Linked DNA regions of Mus musculus: regions 2 and 3 are each linked to region 1. Evidence: chromatin contacts called from public HiChIP or PLAC-seq and Micro-C data. All regions are on one chromosome and are shown on one strand. Each heading gives the region's core, a stretch centred on a gene start, on an enhancer-like site or on the middle of the called end of the contact. The rest is flanking DNA. Distances are from core to core; before and after follow the strand shown. Region 1 holds the start of Nsf (N-ethylmaleimide sensitive fusion protein). Region 2 overlaps Mapt (microtubule-associated protein tau). Region 3 has its middle 13 kb from the start of Mapt.

The links. Hi-C and Micro-C count contacts between places; a contact is called where the count stands out from the background. HiChIP or PLAC-seq counts read pairs in DNA pulled down with a chosen protein or histone mark.
Region 2: a contact with region 1 is called in a Micro-C map of embryonic stem cells, with 3 times the contacts expected there. The contact joins the enhancer-like site here to the promoter of Nsf in region 1. A contact is called at or near these places in 1 of 39 promoter capture datasets (liver), 1 of 484 Hi-C or Micro-C datasets (embryonic stem cells) and 2 of 115 datasets of contacts at active chromatin or transcription factors (both in embryonic stem cells).
Region 3: an H3K4me3 HiChIP or PLAC-seq map of forebrain shows a contact between it and region 1, with 4 times the contacts expected there. The contact joins the enhancer-like site here to the promoter of Nsf in region 1. A contact is called at or near these places in 7 of 39 promoter capture datasets (the C10 cell line, cranial neural crest, embryonic stem cells and 3 more), 2 of 484 Hi-C or Micro-C datasets (both in embryonic stem cells), 15 of 115 datasets of contacts at active chromatin or transcription factors (acute myeloid leukemia, craniofacial prominence, embryonic basal ganglia and 8 more) and 3 of 9 other capture datasets (embryonic stem cells, liver and pancreatic islet).

Annotation. Positions count from the first base shown.
Region 1 is chr11:103,952,758-103,955,333 of GRCm38.p6, forward strand. Nsf (N-ethylmaleimide sensitive fusion protein) reads right to left here and starts at 1,299. Exons shown (of 21, transcript NM_008740.4): 1 at 1,213-1,299. The coding sequence starts at 1,224.
Region 2 is chr11:104,308,954-104,311,529 of GRCm38.p6, forward strand. Mapt (microtubule-associated protein tau) reads left to right here. Exons shown (of 12, transcript NM_001038609.2): 8 at 1,316-1,581. Among named protein-coding and RNA genes, the nearest start is that of Mapt, 79 kb to the left of the region's middle. Within about 2 kb of position 1,303, at least 38 of the 459 cell types and tissues checked have an H3K27ac peak or open chromatin away from gene starts, as enhancers often do. A contact at or near this core is called in embryonic stem cells, where this site is marked.
Region 3 is chr11:104,216,689-104,219,264 of GRCm38.p6, forward strand. No RefSeq gene overlaps it. Among named protein-coding and RNA genes, the nearest start is that of Mapt, 13 kb to the right of the region's middle. Within about 2 kb of position 1,288, at least 7 of the 459 cell types and tissues checked have an H3K27ac peak or open chromatin away from gene starts, as enhancers often do. A contact at or near this core is called in forebrain, where this site is marked.

The DNA.
Region 1 (2,576 bases), core at 49-2,548:
AGCAGGTGGTAGGCAAATGAGAGTCAACACACACAGAAAATCACCAGACTTTGCCACTGGGGGAAAAAAAATGGTTAGAGGAAAAGTCTGTGGGGGCAGAGGGAGGGTTTAAGAGACCAGTGCATTCCAGAAGGGCTGATGATTCAGGAGAGGGGCTCCTGAGGAGGCAAAAACAGACCCTGAAATAGTTAAAAGGGTCAGCTTGAGATAAAAGGGGGATTATGAAAAAAGGAAGAGAAAAAGATGGAGCTAGTCTGATGACCTCTACCGTCTCTTTGGGACTTTAGAATCTCATGACCTACAATTCTCTTTAGACAGGACATTTACATATATGCATACATGTATGCAAACTTATTCAAATATTCAGGTGTAAGTGAATCAGTCAAGCACAACGTTAGTCTGTAATGACGCAGTTAATGTCCCCAGGTTTCGAACAGGGCAATCTCTGGGCAGGATCCATCCATCAGCGATATTAGCTCTGATGCCTACTGCAATAACAGCAGTGACCTGGCCCCATCTCTCCTCGCCAACCCCAATCCTACCCCGCCGTCCTACGAGCTTAATGGGGAAGTAAAATGTAAATCCCTGAGACTACAACACAGCCTGCTGCATTCGAATCGACTGTCATTTAGAAAAACAAAACGTGACACCCCAAGTCCATCTGCACGAAAGACATTGCTGCTTCACAGCTGATATGTTTCTCCCCAGGAGATGGTCTAAGGTTAGCCGTAAAAGTAATTTGCAGACCTCCCCTCCTCTTTTCATAACATTCATTTAGGAAGAACTAGAAATGGGTTCCCACACCCTCGCCCTGACTGCAGCAGACTACACCCCGCGGTTATCCGGCAGTGCCACCTCAGAAACCCTCGGAGGAGTGTGGAGGGCACACAGCGCTCGTCAGAGGGGGGCTCCAGTGGCCACTACCCTCAAGATGCTTGAAGGACGAGAGAAACGAGCCCCAGGGGATGACAAGGGAAGCACTGGAGACCCGGGGGACGAAGAGACAACCCTCGGGGAGGACAGAGTTTCTGAGCAGAGCTAATCCCCTGCCGCAGCTACACTGTCTCGCCTCCAGCGTTGCTCTGACCTCCCTTCCTTCAGCGTTCCTGGGTGCTCAGCCTCGCGCCCCTTCCCCGGAGCCCTCGTGGACCTCGCAGCAGTCGCGACCTCGGGCGATCCGCTGCGAGCCCGGGCTGCCCGGCCGCCACTCACCCGGCCCGCCATCTTCGCGGACACGTCCGGCTCCCAGGTTGCAGCTCCGCACTCTGCTGAGCCCGCCTCCGCCGCGCGCGTGCTCGCCGGCAGCCGGCCCTCGCGCAGGCGCGCAGCCGCCGGGAGGCCGCGCCCGCGCCCGGCCGCGTCCCCGACGCCCTTCCCCATCCCGTGCGAGCGCGCAGTCCGAGCACCGCCATTTTGGCTGAAGACAAGCTGGCCGCCTCACTGCTACCCGGTTTTCACAAAGCTGGCCACGTGGCCTTTTAATGGACTTTTAGCTTTCTGCTTCCAGACCTCTTAAAACAGAATGCGCCGAGAAAACCCCGCGTGGTTGCTGGCCTTTCCCCCAAAGGGGACTGTGGAGGGGGCGCGCAATAGCTAAAAGCTGGTTCTGAATTCGGATTCTATTCGAATCCGAGCTTTTCTTTGCAGGCACACTTGTTTTGAGAGTGAATCATAATTATATATGCGCTAGCTTTATAGTTCGATATTTTCATTTATAAGCACAACTTCTATCTTTTTTAAGGTGTTTGTTTGTTCGTTTGTTTTAACGTGCATTGGTATTCCGCCATCCACCTCTGCATGTTCAAAACTCTATTTTGAGTCCTCAGGAAAAAAAAAAAAACAATGCCACAGAAAAACTAAAATGATTTGGATAAGACAAAATACCAGAAGATAGTTCTATAAGCAGCACAGCAGTAAAAGTCTCACACAGGAAACAAGACAGGTGTACCCTGTCCTGCCAAGGCTGAAAGTGAGACTTTTAGCATGTAGCAGGACTTCAGGGTTAAGGAGGAATGTTTGACATAGCCTCCTCATATCCGTTCCCTTATGTCCTCTTCAGCACTTTTCTCTAAAGTACTCTTGGGTCCCCTTACAAATATATAATGTCATTTAAAATGTATGCAACATGTAAAAATAAGACATGATATCTATGAGAATACATGAGATATTCAATAAGATTACTCCCTAAAAGGAAAAGTAAAGTTGGAGGAACCCTCTTAGAGGAAAGTCTCTGGGATGGAATGGGTACCTCTTCCTGGGAGCAAACCTGAAGACCTTGAAATACTCTAAAAGGGAGATACTAGGGGTAGGGGGTGCAGCCTAATCAGTCCTGAGAAGCACTCAGCAGGCCCAGGGAACAGCAAACAAAAGGGTGTACACACCGACAGGGATAAAAGGGAGCTACAGGGGTATTTCCTATGCTAGGGTGGTCAAGATAGGGACCAGTTTTTAGTAACTGGTAAGTCAGTAAGTCAGAACCATTCACACTATCAATATCTTCACTGTAATGAGTGTCTCTAAGAAAGGACTCAGAACTAAGCAAAAATTATATTTGCTCAAGAGTTACCTCTCTTTCC
Region 2 (2,576 bases), core at 53-2,552, 360 kb after region 1:
GCTCAAACAGCACAACAGATGCTGTGCTGGACCCTTCATGACCTCCCTGCCTCACCTGTCCTAAAGATTTATTTTTATTTTATACGTATGGATGTTTGCCTGGTCCCCACAGAAGCCAGAAAGGACTTGCAGACAGTTCTGAGCCACCATGTGGGTGCTGGGAATGGATCCTGCATCCTCTGGATGGTCAGTCAGTGCTCTCAACTGCTGAGTGATCTCTCTAACCCCCAGATACCCTTCCCGTAGCAAAATCCTGAGGGCTCTGATCCCTGCATCTTTCTGACGAGGACACAGGCATAGATAGAGAGGGTCACTGGCTCAACTGAGGCTACATTGCAAGTGTTGGGGAAGAGACACAAGACACAGCTAGCTACCCTGTATCCCCGGGGACATGGAGGCTGAGCTAAGCAGCAGGTCCACATCTCCCCGAGCCCGATGGCTTTAGGGGGTCCTGAGAAGTGGGAGACTGGAGCTGAACGCTGACGCTTTGAGGGGGATCAGCTGCAGTGAGCTTATTTGCTATGGGAGCTTCTTGCTGTGGGCTGGGAAGCTTGAGAAAGACCAGTTTTGCAAGCCCAGTGCCTCTGTCATATCTGGTTCTATCAGATCTGGATGGGGGGCCCCCGAAATTTGCATACCATAAGTCCCACCTCTAGCTAAGAACATCAGAGGTCTTCAAACACAAAACAAAACAACCCTTGGGGTGTGGTGGCTCAGTGAACTCTAGGTGTGTGGGACATGCAGAGGGTACCATCCTGGAAGCAAACGGAGGTGAAGGATGCAGGGTGGGAGAAGTCCCCACAGCTTTCCTGGGTGTTTAGAAAGGTACAAGGGGGAGGGCATTCTGGGGTTCAGCAATGCGGGGTGTGGCTTGTGCAGAAAGCTCTGGTCAAGGAGATTCATGCTGTTCTGTGGCCCCAGAGTTGGAGGAGCTCTGGATGTGTGTGAGAAGGGTCAGGAGGACCCCAGCTTGAAGGCTACAGTGGGGGCCCCAGTCACTGTACCACCCCTCAGTTGAGGGAAAGGACACTTCAGGGCTTAGGGAGTGTGGATCACCCCTGGGAAGAGGTATGTCATATATTGGGGCACTGATGAGAATTCAGTTGCTTCCTAAGAAATAGCTGTCATTGTATCAAAGTGACAGAGCAGGAGTGATGCTTCTCTGCAAATAGTCTTCATGGTCTTCTCCCAGAGCCCCCTCTGGATCCTGGCAGTGGGCTCCCAGTCCAGTGGCCTCAGGGACTTTGCAGACGTCGCCCCCACCCCGCGCGCCCCCCACGTGGCCTCAGTCCCTTCCTCTCTCCCGACTTTCCAGGTGAACCACCAAAATCCGGAGAACGAAGCGGCTACAGCAGCCCCGGCTCTCCCGGAACGCCTGGCAGTCGCTCGCGCACCCCATCCCTACCAACACCGCCCACCCGGGAGCCCAAGAAGGTGGCAGTGGTCCGCACTCCCCCTAAGTCACCATCAGCTAGTAAGAGCCGCCTGCAGACTGCCCCTGTGCCCATGCCAGACCTAAAGAATGTCAGGTCGAAGATTGGCTCTACTGAGAACCTGAAGCACCAGCCAGGAGGTGGCAAGGTAAGGGTGTGGCTGGTCTTCTGGGAAGCCAGACTCCCACCTAGCCAGACTTGCTCCCCCCCACCCTGCCCCCACACCCCTCCAACCCCGGAAGCACACGGGCCACCAAGGCACTGGCTCCTCCCTTCCCCTCTTTAGCCTTGCTAATTGGGCAGGTGACAGCCACTTGTCTACAGGGACCCACCTATGGTGACCTATGGATTTTGCTAAGTACCGCCCTTGTTGGGCTTGGCTTTCACCCTTGGTTCTGGGGAAATTCATGGTTTTAATATGAGCAGCTGGTTCTACGGCAGTCATGAAATTTGTAGACCTCTTGTCCCCAGGCTCGTCGAGGCTCCTCCTTCCTCGCTTTCTCCTGAGAGTTGCTCAGGCTACATATACTCAGGGTTCTGGAATCTGCAACAGAGAAGAGATTATGTGGGTGTCAGCAGGCTTAACTCCCCACCCCTGAGTTTCTCCCGAGTCCTCCTCTGTGCACCCCTGGATGTCCCAGTCTCATCTTAGAAGGCACAAGCCCGTGGGATTGGGGTCACCCTACTGACTTCATTTCAACACAACCATAAAGGCCTTATCTCTAGACAGTCCTGTTGTGAAGTTGAAGTATCAACATGTAAATGAGAATACACACAGAATGCCACTTCCCCACCCAGTGCTGGACTGAGGGGAGGCATATGTGGGGCGTGGGGCTGTGAACCATTCCTCAGTCTACCATCTTTGTCTTTGGGCTGGGTGCTTCTCGGACAACACACCTCTGCAGGCAAACGGAGCTCCTCAGAGTGTGGGCCAATGTTTACCCTCCATCTGAGCAGTGGACACTCTTCCTACTGTCGAATTAGGTTGGGGCTTGTCACTAGAGGGAAATTGACTAGAGCTCTGGTGGGCACCTTCCCTGAACACTGTGCTTTGTTGGGGGAGCCCTAGGCCTTCCTATTGGCTCTGCACAGTGGGGTTTGTGCAGCGTCTAGGTTAAAGTGTATAGCTCACAGGGACTTGGT
Region 3 (2,576 bases), core at 38-2,537, 260 kb after region 1:
TCTCCTACTTCTACTTCCCAAGTGCCTGGGGTTACAGGCATGTGCCACTATGTTCAGCTGAGGTCACCCTGCCCGTGTCTAACCGTATCCAGTTGAAACCCTCCCAACTCAGCTAATTTTAGATTTTTAGACGAATAAAGGTTCAGAGTCATTGCGCTGAGCAGCTAGAGGGCCGAATCCCTGCTGTATTCACTGAACTGTAGAGACAGGACCATGTTTACTGGAGGATGATAGATGTGTATCTGCTTCTCTAAGAGGAAATCCCCCAAATGCTATATAACTACAGTAGCGGTTGTTCTTGAGAAAGGAGGTGCCACCGTGGTGCAGACCTATAGAGCTAGAATTTGTAAGGAGGAGGCAGGAAAGTCAGGAGTTCAAGGGCATCCTTGCCCACTTGGTAAATTCCAGGCTAGCCTGGGATACCTGAGAGCCTGTCTAGAAAAGCAGAAAAAAAAATCGTTTTACCTCGATAGAGAATAGCTTGTAAAATAATGCAAATGACAGCCTTCAGACCCCGGAGACTTGCAGACTCTTAGGTGTTGATACATTTTAGAATTCTAATGACTTCTTCCAAGGAGAGGGAACTTGGCAAGTGCAAGTGCTAAAGATGATTTCTGCTCGTCTTAAGTAAGTTCTGAATTTCGGGACTTTCCCAGGGGCAGAGATACTCATCGAGGTAAAGCCACGTAGGTCGGTAGGGTGACCCATTCACCCAGGATCACCCTCAACTCCTGGATGGAAACTACAGTGCTGTAAGCAGCGTCCTCATCTGCAGTCTCTGACATGTGGAGACCGGCATCAGTGGGACACTTAAGGAAAAGGGGAATGATTCCAGAAATGTCACAGTGGCCAGAGACCTTCAGTCATCCCATGACCAGTGAGAAGTAAACAAACAAACAAACAAACAAAACAACAACAACAACAAGGATCCAAACCCACCTTGCTTAGTGCATTGAGATATTTACTAATAAGCACATGAGTAGGTGACTTTTTTTTCCCCCTTTCCCTTTTAAACAGTTTCCCTTGTGTTTTTTGGTTTCTCAAGATGTTTTTTCTCTTGTAGACCAGGCTGGCCTCCAACTCAGGGATCAACATGTCTCTGCCCCCCGCCCCCCCCCCCGACAGTTGGGAATAAAGGCATGGCATCACTTTTCGATTTACTCGGAAGGAAGAGCTTGGCCCCAGAGAACCTGACCTTTTTGCCTCTTGAGCCAAGGCTGTGTGTATGCCCCAAAGCATCCCCACCCACTGGGATCTCTCCAGCTAGCTTTGAGGGAGGGCTGTCAGGCCTCTTGTCACAGCTCCCACTACCAATTAGGCAGATCAAATACACGGAATGCATGCTAGACTGTCTAAACACTCCCCGAACGTGGGCCTCTGGATGCAAACACCAGAAATAAAGGAATGCAAGTTTTGAAAGCTGTCATCAGTCTCAGAAATAAAGGAATGCAAGTTTTGAAAGCTGTCATCAGTCTCAGAAAAGGTGCCTTTTGAGATGTGTTTCCAGGAAGCATTCGAAGAGAAAGACTGCTTATTCACAGTTAGAATTAGCAAGCGAGATGGCTTCTTTGAAGCTTCTGGGCTCTTCTCCAGGGCTTCCTGGCATTTAGCTGGTCACAAGGCCCTCTGTAATAAAGTCATATAATTGTCATTGTTTATTATAATGGTAGTCACATGTATTGTTATGCTACATTCATTATTAAAATTTTACATTTCAGCCAAGCTTGTCGAAATATAACCACTATCCATGGTTAAATGTAAATTTGGTTAAAAAAAAGTATGCTAGCAAGGGTGTCATGTGGTGTCCAACCATGATTGTGCACAACTGTAATCCCAGCCCTTGGGGGATCAGGGGCAGGAGAATTATGAATTGGAAACCAGCCTTGGCTATTGTGAGATCTGTCTTAGCGAAAACAACAACAAAATGATATCAAGCTTAAAGTGGAGGATGGGATGTTTTTCTGTGTTGTGTGGATGGACTGATGTAGTCATAGGGTCTAGACAAGTGAAAGGGGGAGACTAGAGTGTCTAGTGAGGAGACATCATGACAGAAGCAGAAAGCGGACTGGTGCCATTCTGGCTAGAGGCCATGTGCCTTGAACTCAGGCTGTCCCAAAGCTGGAAAGCCACAGAAGCAGGGTGTCCTCTAGACCTGTCAGGAGGAGGTCCATGTGACCCACTGTAGCTTCTGAAACTATAAAATGAGGCATCTTCTCTATTGTAATTTATTAACGTATCTACCTTCTCAGGCTCAGTTGATGTACCTGTCCTTCAACAGTATCAGCTGGGCAAGGGTGGACCAAGAAGTGTCCAGGCATTGGGCTTGACGGCATATTCCTGCAACCCCAGCACTTGAGAGGCAGGAGACTGAAGAGTTTGAGGTCAGCCTGGGCTCTGTTGGCTTTTCTCAGAACACTGAAGGTTAAGGGTGCAGTACAGGATGACCACAGCTAGCTCCTGGCACACCCTCAACAGCACACACATTAATAAAGAGGAGCCAGGTGTACTCGTAGCTCACCTTGTGACAAAACACCTTAGAGGAGGCAAATGTGAGGGAAGACTTGAGTGAATACAGC